3 separate regions of the Mus musculus genome follow, and regions 1 and 2 are each linked to region 3. A link is a contact called in public Hi-C and HiChIP or PLAC-seq data. All regions are on one chromosome and are shown on one strand. Each heading gives the region's core, a stretch centred on a gene start, on an enhancer-like site or on the middle of the called end of the contact. The rest is flanking DNA. Distances are from core to core; before and after follow the strand shown. Region 1 has its middle 74 kb from the start of Gm34044. Region 2 has its middle 47 kb from the start of Gm34044. Region 3 has its middle 65 kb from the start of Gm33782.

Region 1 (2,825 bases), core at 314-2,813, 790 kb before region 3:
AGGATGTATACACACACATATGCATAAGCACACATCTATGTACAGCTATTCCTCATTATCTGTAGATTTATCTACTTGCTAAATTCTGTGACTTCGTAAACCAATACGGGGGGGGGGGGGGGGAAAGTTCTAGGTGGAGTGACGCACTACTGCGTTTTGGCAACTCTTTTCATAAATGAATATCCTTTTCATGATCTAATAAGTGCTGGATTTTCCCAATTTTTCTTGTTTCTTCTTGATAATTTTATTCTTTAAAGCACTTTTTGAGGCAAGTGTGAATGTGCTGTCTAGTATTCCTCCATGCATGAATATTGCTGTGTGCCTTGCCAAGAAAACGTGTGACAGAAGAGCTTTGTCCAGGCATGAATTATAATGCCATTGACTGTGAGTTCGATGTTAATGAATCATAAGTAAGATGTCTCCACACATAAAATAAGATTATATATTGATCAGTAGACAAGAGGCTTACAGAAACCTGCTTTTGTGTTCCCCATAGGAACAGTACTACAATAGACACAAAACTCAATTTGGTGATCACAAAGAACCTGTAGAACATAGTTCCTAAAGTCAAGAGAATCAAATATACATGTATAATGTGCTTTGAATAAGAATGGCCACATAGGCTCATATATTTGAATGCTTGGAGGGAGCACTATTTGGAAGGGTTCATGGAAGAAGGGTGTCATTGGGGATGGTCTTTGAGGTTTCAGAAGCCTAGGCCAAACCTAGAGTCTCTCCCTCTTCCTGCTGCCTATGGACCAGATGTGCAACTCTCAACTTCTCCAGCACCATGTCTGCCTGCACACCGGCTTTCTGCTAGAATGTCAGTTCATATTAAGCCTCTGAAACCATAAGGAAAACCCAATTAAATGTTTTCCTTTATAAGAGTTGCTGTGGTCATGGGGTCTCTTCGTGGCAATGGAACACTGACTAAGTACATAATGTATATTCTTATTTATATGTATATTGTCTCAGGAAATATTTTTAATTCTTTATTTTACTTTTGAGATTATAATATAATTACTTCATTTCCTCTGTTTCTTACGTCCTCCAAACCTTCCCGAAGACCCAGTCTTTGTGTCTTTAAATTCCATGGGCTCTTTATTCATCAATTGATGAATTGATGAATATATATTCCGAGATACATAAAGACCACCTGCTCAAGGTGTATGATGTGACTTCTGCGCATGGTCTCAGATCCCCAGACCAATCATAAGAGGATGGTAAATTCTGTGCTGTGTGTGTTTGTGAGGGGAGTTAAGAGATTAGAGAGTAGAAAAGAAGCAATATTTACTTACCACCTCATGGAATTTATCACATGTATTATCCATAAAATAACAGACAGCACTAAAGAAATAAATGAAAGAAAATTTCTAATGCTTCCGTTACTCTCACCAACAATAATTTGAAGAAGCAAACATTTCATTAGTAATTGCTCAAGCTTTCAAAATGCAGATAGAACACACACTGGCTTCTTTTTACAAGGACATACATTAAGTCTCCCCTCCCTTTTTCCTCTAGCCTTCCACTCGTCAGCCCCTCCCTGCACTGGCACAGATTTCTGATAACAGACTTCCTGTCACCCAGGCTATCTCCTTGTGCTGGCCTTTCCACGGTACCCACACTGGAGAGACAAGTCCTGTCATTGTTCTGAAATGTAAGGCAGGAGCTTAGATGAGGAGATATCAAACAGAGAAGAAACTTCCTGTAAGGTCTATTTGGTGGTGGTGGTAGTTGTAAAGTGTGTGTGTGTGTGTGTGTGTGTGTGTGTGTGTGTGTGTGTGTATCTCTGTGTGTTTACTTCTAAGTATGGCTATGAGTTTTTTGGAAAAGAAAAGAACTCTCTATTATAAGTCACCTCTTATGCCCTTTATACATTTTATTAGTTTCTTATTTGACTGGAGAAAAAGACAAATATTTTAATTTTACCAGAGGAAATGGACTACCGGTGAATAAGCAGCAGCCTGACATCCAGCCTTCTATATTCCCAGTATACAAGAAGATGGCTATCTCAGTACATCCGTTGTTTTCAGGAAAGACACTTGAACAGGGTTAAAGACATTTTGTTTGCTTGTTTGCTTTAGGGAAAATACACATACTGATACTGGCACTGGACGAATACAGAAGGGGCTGTGCATTTAGAGTTCCTGATCGTGATGGCTTCTAGTACTGAGCTATGTTATTAGTCTCAAGCCTGTATTTCAATTAGACTGCTTCCCCCACCTCTCTGAGACTGAGTTGTAATGCTCACTATTTCCTCTAGAGGGAGAACGGAACAGCAATCCACCAGAACGGTATTTATGGAAAAACTGGGTCAATTAGAGTAACCCTGAAGATTTTTTCATGACAGAAAAACACGAGTTTGCCAGGAGTTCCATAAACCAAAACACAGAGTGGTTACTTGCAATAAGTGGCCTTCTCTGTGTAACCGAGTCACCCTTTGTAATGTATAGGAATGTGGCCTCAGTTTGCTGTCGATATTAAAGCAATAGGGAAAAAAGTTGGGGGCACACACCTCATTTCACTCACTTTACCCACTCACTTTATATAAGTTATAAAGATGTCTCCATTACATTACAGATGATAAGCTCATTAGAGATGTTTGCAAAGCTGTGCATTTGAGTCGCAGTCTTTATGAGCATCCCCTGCTCGAGCACACATGCAAGGTAGCATGAGTGAGGAAGACAATCTGCAGAATGAGCTATTCGGTACATAAAGACACTGCCTAGTACCTCACATCGGGATGACCATCCATTCCCTCCTCCCTGTACCATTTTCCAGGATAGCCAGCATTTGGCTGACATGATCCAATCCTTTTAAGTTTC
Region 2 (2,707 bases), core at 121-2,620, 910 kb before region 3:
ACCTTACTAGGAGTCACATGACCTTGTTTTGTGGAAAGGACACAGTAATAATTTTGGCTTATCACTAGTAGTCAGAGTCAACAGAAGAAATGTCCTTGGAATGCTCACCTGTGCTCATATCTGCTGCCCCAGCCTCAGAGACAACCAAGGAAGAAGGTATTGAAAGGCTTTAAGAACCAGAGGTCAGAGAGGCACCTTGAGAAGCAGTATCTTCTGGATATAACTGGACCACTGTATTCATGAGCTCACAGAAGCCATGGTTGTCTGCATGAGACCTTCACAAGATCAAACCAGTCAGCATGGAGTAGGAGGGGTTTCATGAACCCCAGTGATAACTGAGGATATATGGACAATTGATGGTTCTTTTGGGGGAAAGATCACTTAAGGAAACAAAGTATAAACCCTAGTAGGGTGACCACACTCCAGTGGATGTCCCTATCCCTGGAATTTCATGGACAGCACAAATTGGAGCTAATGGGTAGTTTTTTTTTGGGGGGGGGCACAAAAACATGACGTTGGGGGTGGATCTGGGTAGAGTTAAGAAGAGGAGTTGGTGGTGAATATTGTTAAAGTATATTCTATGACCATTCTCAAAGAATTAATAAAAAGGCTTATACTAAAAATAGCTTATGTTTTGCCTTTCAGATGGTGGCTATCCTTGTAAAACAAAACCAGGCATGTGCAATATGGACATGAATGGGTTTGCTTATGTCTATAAAACTTTATTTATGAAAGCAGCTAATAGCTGCTCTCAGCCAGCAGGCCTCAGTGTCCTGACCATGATTCTAGATTTCATTATGAAAACATGCATAGGAACATGTTCTAACTGTCCAGGACTTACTGGTCAGGTCACAGTCCTGAAAGGTACCCATGTAGCATGGCTTCATCACTTATGTTCCTGAGAGCTAATTATTTGGCCCAGTCATAACATTTAATAACCTTCTTCTGTGACTTCTGTGTGTCCCCTGCCCCCAAATGCAGTAAGTATACTCTGGGCGGGAAACAAAAGATGCAGCTACTGTCCTGTGTTTCCCTGGAAGCCTGTGGAGTGGCATTGCTTTTGCCAGGAGTGGTCCTTCCGAGAAAGCTGTCTCTGAACAAGTTTGGGCAACAATTTCATTGAGGATGAAAGAGTTACTTCTGTCAAATTCAACACGCACTCCAGTTTCATTATTTTAGGACATAAAATTGTTTAGTGATTAACTTTGTTTATACTTGGCAAAGCATCACTTCCTTTTCTGAGGAGGAAAAGAGACAAAAAAGCTCATAAAAAATTTTTCAAAAAGCTTTCTACTTCAAACAGCTCTTACAAAACTGCATTTGGATGAGTCAAGTGTGGGGGAGTCAAAACCATATGGATTCTTCCCCTTTTAAAATAAACACTGACTTTCAAATTGAAGGAAATTTTCTTACAAAAGTAGACTTTAGCTTCCATAGACTATAAATAGTGAAAAAAAAGCAACTTCCCGAAATTTGATAGACCCAAATCACAGCTGGGTTTCTCATTCTTAATAATTGTGTTTTCACTGTATATCATTTAAAAACAAACAGCTCTAGGAGTGGCCCACATTCGGCTATTTTTAAGGGCATGGAGATTTTCATTTATCTCTCAAGTAATTTTTTCCCAAATCTTGAATTTGAGATAAGTTGCATTGTTACATTCGAAAAGACATAGGGTTAACCACTTGCCAGTCATTGTATTTCAGAGTCAGCTTGAGGTTAGTCTGGACTTCATAAGTGGATCCTGTCACAAAAGGAAGGAGGGTTCAAGGAAGGAGACAGAGACAGATAGGGAAGAAGATGAATACAGAGGAGAAGAAGGAAGTATTTGGGTGACAGCAAAAGAGGAGGAAAGAACAAAGTAAGGAGAGAAGTCAGGAAGGAAAGAGGAAGGGAGGGAAGGAAAGAAGGAGGGAGGGAGGGAGGGGAGGAAGGAAGGAATGAAGGAGATGGAAAGTGAGCTATGTCTGTAAACTTATTGTTTAAGATTGATTGATATAAGACACATTGTTTAAGATTGTTTGTGTGCATGTATGTGAACCCTGTTGAATATCTGTGTACTGCTTTTGTATAGAAGACCATGGGAGTCAGAGGAAGGCATTAAATTTCCTGGAACTGGAGATACAGGGTGTTATGAGTGACCATGTGGGTGCTAGGAACTGAACCTTGAGTCCTTAATGAAAACAGCCAGTGCTTGCTTCTAATCACTGAATGATCACCCGGTCTCTGTCTGTACATACTTCTGATACAATGATAATTCCTGGTTAGATTATCATCTATTATTACATTTTATCTACATTTTCATTAATAATCTAAGCAATAAAAAATTAGCACCCTTATTTAGGTAGATTAAGTGACCTACTTGGATGGCTATGAATATTATCATCAAATAATGCAAACAAAATTTTCATAATCTCAGTCTTTAAACAAATCAAGTCAACTAGACTTCCATTTGTTCCTTAATTCCTTTGTTAACACCAGAAATTCTAAAATACAGAGGCATTTTCTTGAAAGGACCCAGATATAGCTGTCTCTTGTGAGACTATGCCAGGGCCTAGCAAACACAGAAGGGGATGCTCACAGTCAGCTATTGGATGGATCACAGGGCCCACAATGGAGGAGCTAGAGAAAGTAACCAAGGAGCTAAAGGGATCTGCAACCCTATAGGTGGAACAACAATATGAACTAACCAGTACCCCCCCCCCCC
Region 3 (2,700 bases), core at 65-2,564:
AGCTGCATATGTAGCAGAGGATGGCCTAGTCGGTCATCAATGGGAGGAGAGGCCCTTGGTCTTGTGAAGGTTCTATGCCCCAGTGTAGGGGACTGCCAAGGCCAGGAAGAGGGAGTGGGTGGGTTGGTGAGCAGGGGTGGGAGGAGGGATAGGGGGTTTTCAGAGGGGAAACTAGGAAAGGGAATAACATTTGAAATGTAAATAAAGAAAATAGCTAATTAAAAAAAAAAAAACAAGACTCACCAAGAGAACATCATCTAAAATACTTACTAATTAACTGAACTTCTTATCACAATAAACCATAAAGCCTTCATTGACAGCTTGATGACTTGAAACATATAATCTCCTAAGGCTCTAAAGTACAATTCCTGTGTGTTTTTATTTCTTAGTTAGGGTCATTCTCTGTAGCCCAGGCTGGCCTGAAGTTCAAGGCTAGCTCCTTGACTCAGCCTTCCAAGTAATGGGATTATAGGCGTGAACCACGAGGGATGTCTCAGCTGTTGTGGATTTCACAGGGCCGGAGGACCTCAGGATAAATACTTGCTTGTGGCTAAAGGACAACTGTCAGGGCTTTGTAAAGTGACTTTATTTCTTCTCTTAATGCCAAACCATGTGGCTGTTTCCCTTAGTCCTTTATACTAAGTAGAGGTGCTAGAACATTCCATGTGAGCAGACTACTACTTGGGTACACGAAGAGCTTCACTGTAGAGGCATCTGAGTTTAGTGTCCCTTTGTGTTTATCTGGCTATCATTTCTGGAGGCTTAGATGTGTGAAAGAGATGGAACTTCCCATGTCCTTTGTGCCACCTCTGTTATCTTTGGGTCAGCCTAAAGACTCCTGAACCGGCTTGAGGCCTGCAGGTTTTTTCTGCTGCTCTCTCTGTGTTCTTGGGAGGGCTGTTGACCTGTTGGTAGAAGGAAGAGACAATTTAACAGTCCCGGATCAGTTCCGTGTTTCAGTGAGGCCAAGTTGGGTATTTCCCTTCCCAGATCAGTTAAGCCCCTGGTAAAACCCCATGAGTCAGGCTCTGCTGCACCAGTGTCCTGAAGGTTAAGTCTTAGCAAGGAGAACCCAGAACTTCAGGTATATTTTAAAATGACGATGTCCCTACCCCGTGGGGAAGCAATACAGTATTTTACTTTTGTTTTTTCACAGTAGGAGTCTAATATCAGTAAAACTCAGGAAAGTTCCTTTGTTTAGACCCTCTAAGATATCCAATTCTCAGGCTTGAGCAGACGGGAACAATAGCAATTTGTTGGTGGGTGGTAGTGGTTTCTGTTTCCACACTTCTGCTTTTGGTGAACTGACGTTCTCCACACTCATGGGCCTGCCGCTCTTGCTTGTCGGCAGCAGTCTGTGACCTCAATTCTCTGAAGGCTCTAAGAAGAGCTGTCAGTTCAGTTTGTTCAATTTGTTGTTGTTGTTGTCGTCGTCTTTCTTGCTTTATTGTGTTGTGTTATGTGATTGGGAGTCACAAGTTCAAAACATGTGTCATGACTGAAGCCAGAGCACATTTCGGAGTTGGTGCACAATGTTTCCTATATGTGTGGAGAACAGGAGCTCAAACTGGAGTCTGTGGTGGCCTCAAACTCACTGTCATCTTACCTCAGCATCCCACATGTTGGAATTACAGAAGAATGACGCCACACCCAGCCACAGGGTCTCTTTCCCTGAATTCTACTGAACCTGGAATCTTCTTGGATGGTGGCTGTGAATCAGAAGTCTGAACCAAATAGCCAGATGAGCCAGCAGGCCCCACTCCAGGTTTGGGGATACTTCTCTAAGCCTGGGGTGTTCCTATTCCAAGGTGAGGGCTGTGCTGCCCTTTCACAGGCCCTGTGGAGCACAAGCAATGCTGATGTACAGTATTCTTTCAGGCTCACCACGACATACACAGGCCAGTTGCTTGAGACTAGCTCCTGTCAGAGGTCACCCTGTTTTGTAGTTATCTGAGTGCCCAATAGCTTTGCTTCGCATTCTCAAAGGCAGACATTCACAGATCAGTGGCCCTGAGGGAGGCCAAGAAGAGCATGGCATTCAAGCGACAGGAAGAGGATGCTGGGTTTTAGGTAGAGCAGTTAAGAGGAAGCGTCTCTCAGGCCCTGATAGACAAGGAGGCTTCTGCAGAAGGGGTAGGGGTGGGGCAAAGGGCAGAGAAAAGGGCCTGTGGATTCTGCTCAGTCTTTGTGATGCATCGAAAAGAAGGACTCTGGAAAGACTGAGCCTAGCGATTCTCAAATGTTCACGGAGATCTTGCAGATTCTGTTTGAGTGCTTCTGATGCCAGGCACCGAATTCTGCATTTCTAACAGTCTCTGGGGGAGGAGTGGTTACGGATATCAGAGCTTAGGCCATACTGTGAGGCACAAGGGTGTCAGAGGACTCCCCCTGTGCTAACATAGACAACACAGTGGTAGCTGCTCACTGCGCTCTCTGACCTCCTCGTAGGCATTCTCAGTTTGACACAGTCCCTTCTGGAAGAGTAAATGGACCCTCTGTGTTTCTAAAGCCTGAGCTTTCTTCCAAGCCTCTCTCTAGCCTATCCTCCTCTAGGATTCCTCTACCCCTGGAGGCCTCTGTGATTCATGGCTTTTGTGGGCTTCTGTACCCTTTCTTGTGCCTACCAAGGCATTCTCTTGATCTGTCTCCTGACTAGAACTGTAGGTGTTGAGTACGGACCATACATCTTATTCCTCTTCA

What was found. Hi-C and Micro-C count contacts between places; a contact is called where the count stands out from the background. HiChIP or PLAC-seq counts read pairs in DNA pulled down with a chosen protein or histone mark.
Region 1: a contact with region 3 is called in an H3K27ac HiChIP or PLAC-seq map of thymic regulatory T cells, with 3 times the contacts expected there. The contact joins two enhancer-like sites. A contact is called at or near these places in 1 of 484 Hi-C or Micro-C datasets (CD4 T cells) and 4 of 115 datasets of contacts at active chromatin or transcription factors (bone marrow-derived dendritic cells, large pre-B cells, memory CD8 T cells and 1 more).
Region 2: a Hi-C map of bone marrow-derived macrophages shows a contact between it and region 3, with 11 read pairs. The contact joins two enhancer-like sites. A contact is called at or near these places in 1 of 484 Hi-C or Micro-C datasets (bone marrow-derived macrophages) and 2 of 115 datasets of contacts at active chromatin or transcription factors (embryonic basal ganglia and embryonic stem cells).

Annotation. Positions count from the first base shown.
Region 1 is chr10:97,159,874-97,162,698 of GRCm38.p6, reverse strand. No RefSeq gene overlaps it. Among named protein-coding and RNA genes, the nearest start is that of Gm34044, 74 kb to the left of the region's middle. Within about 2 kb of position 1,563, at least 29 of the 459 cell types and tissues checked have an H3K27ac peak or open chromatin away from gene starts, as enhancers often do. A contact at or near this core is called in memory CD8 T cells and thymic regulatory T cells, where this site is marked.
Region 2 is chr10:97,281,649-97,284,355 of GRCm38.p6, reverse strand. No RefSeq gene overlaps it. Among named protein-coding and RNA genes, the nearest start is that of Gm34044, 47 kb to the right of the region's middle. Within about 2 kb of position 1,370, at least 11 of the 459 cell types and tissues checked have an H3K27ac peak or open chromatin away from gene starts, as enhancers often do. A contact at or near this core is called in bone marrow-derived macrophages, where this site is marked.
Region 3 is chr10:96,373,040-96,375,739 of GRCm38.p6, reverse strand. No RefSeq gene overlaps it. Among named protein-coding and RNA genes, the nearest start is that of Gm33782, 65 kb to the right of the region's middle. Within about 2 kb of position 1,314, at least 141 of the 459 cell types and tissues checked have an H3K27ac peak or open chromatin away from gene starts, as enhancers often do. A contact at or near this core is called in bone marrow-derived macrophages, memory CD8 T cells and thymic regulatory T cells, where this site is marked.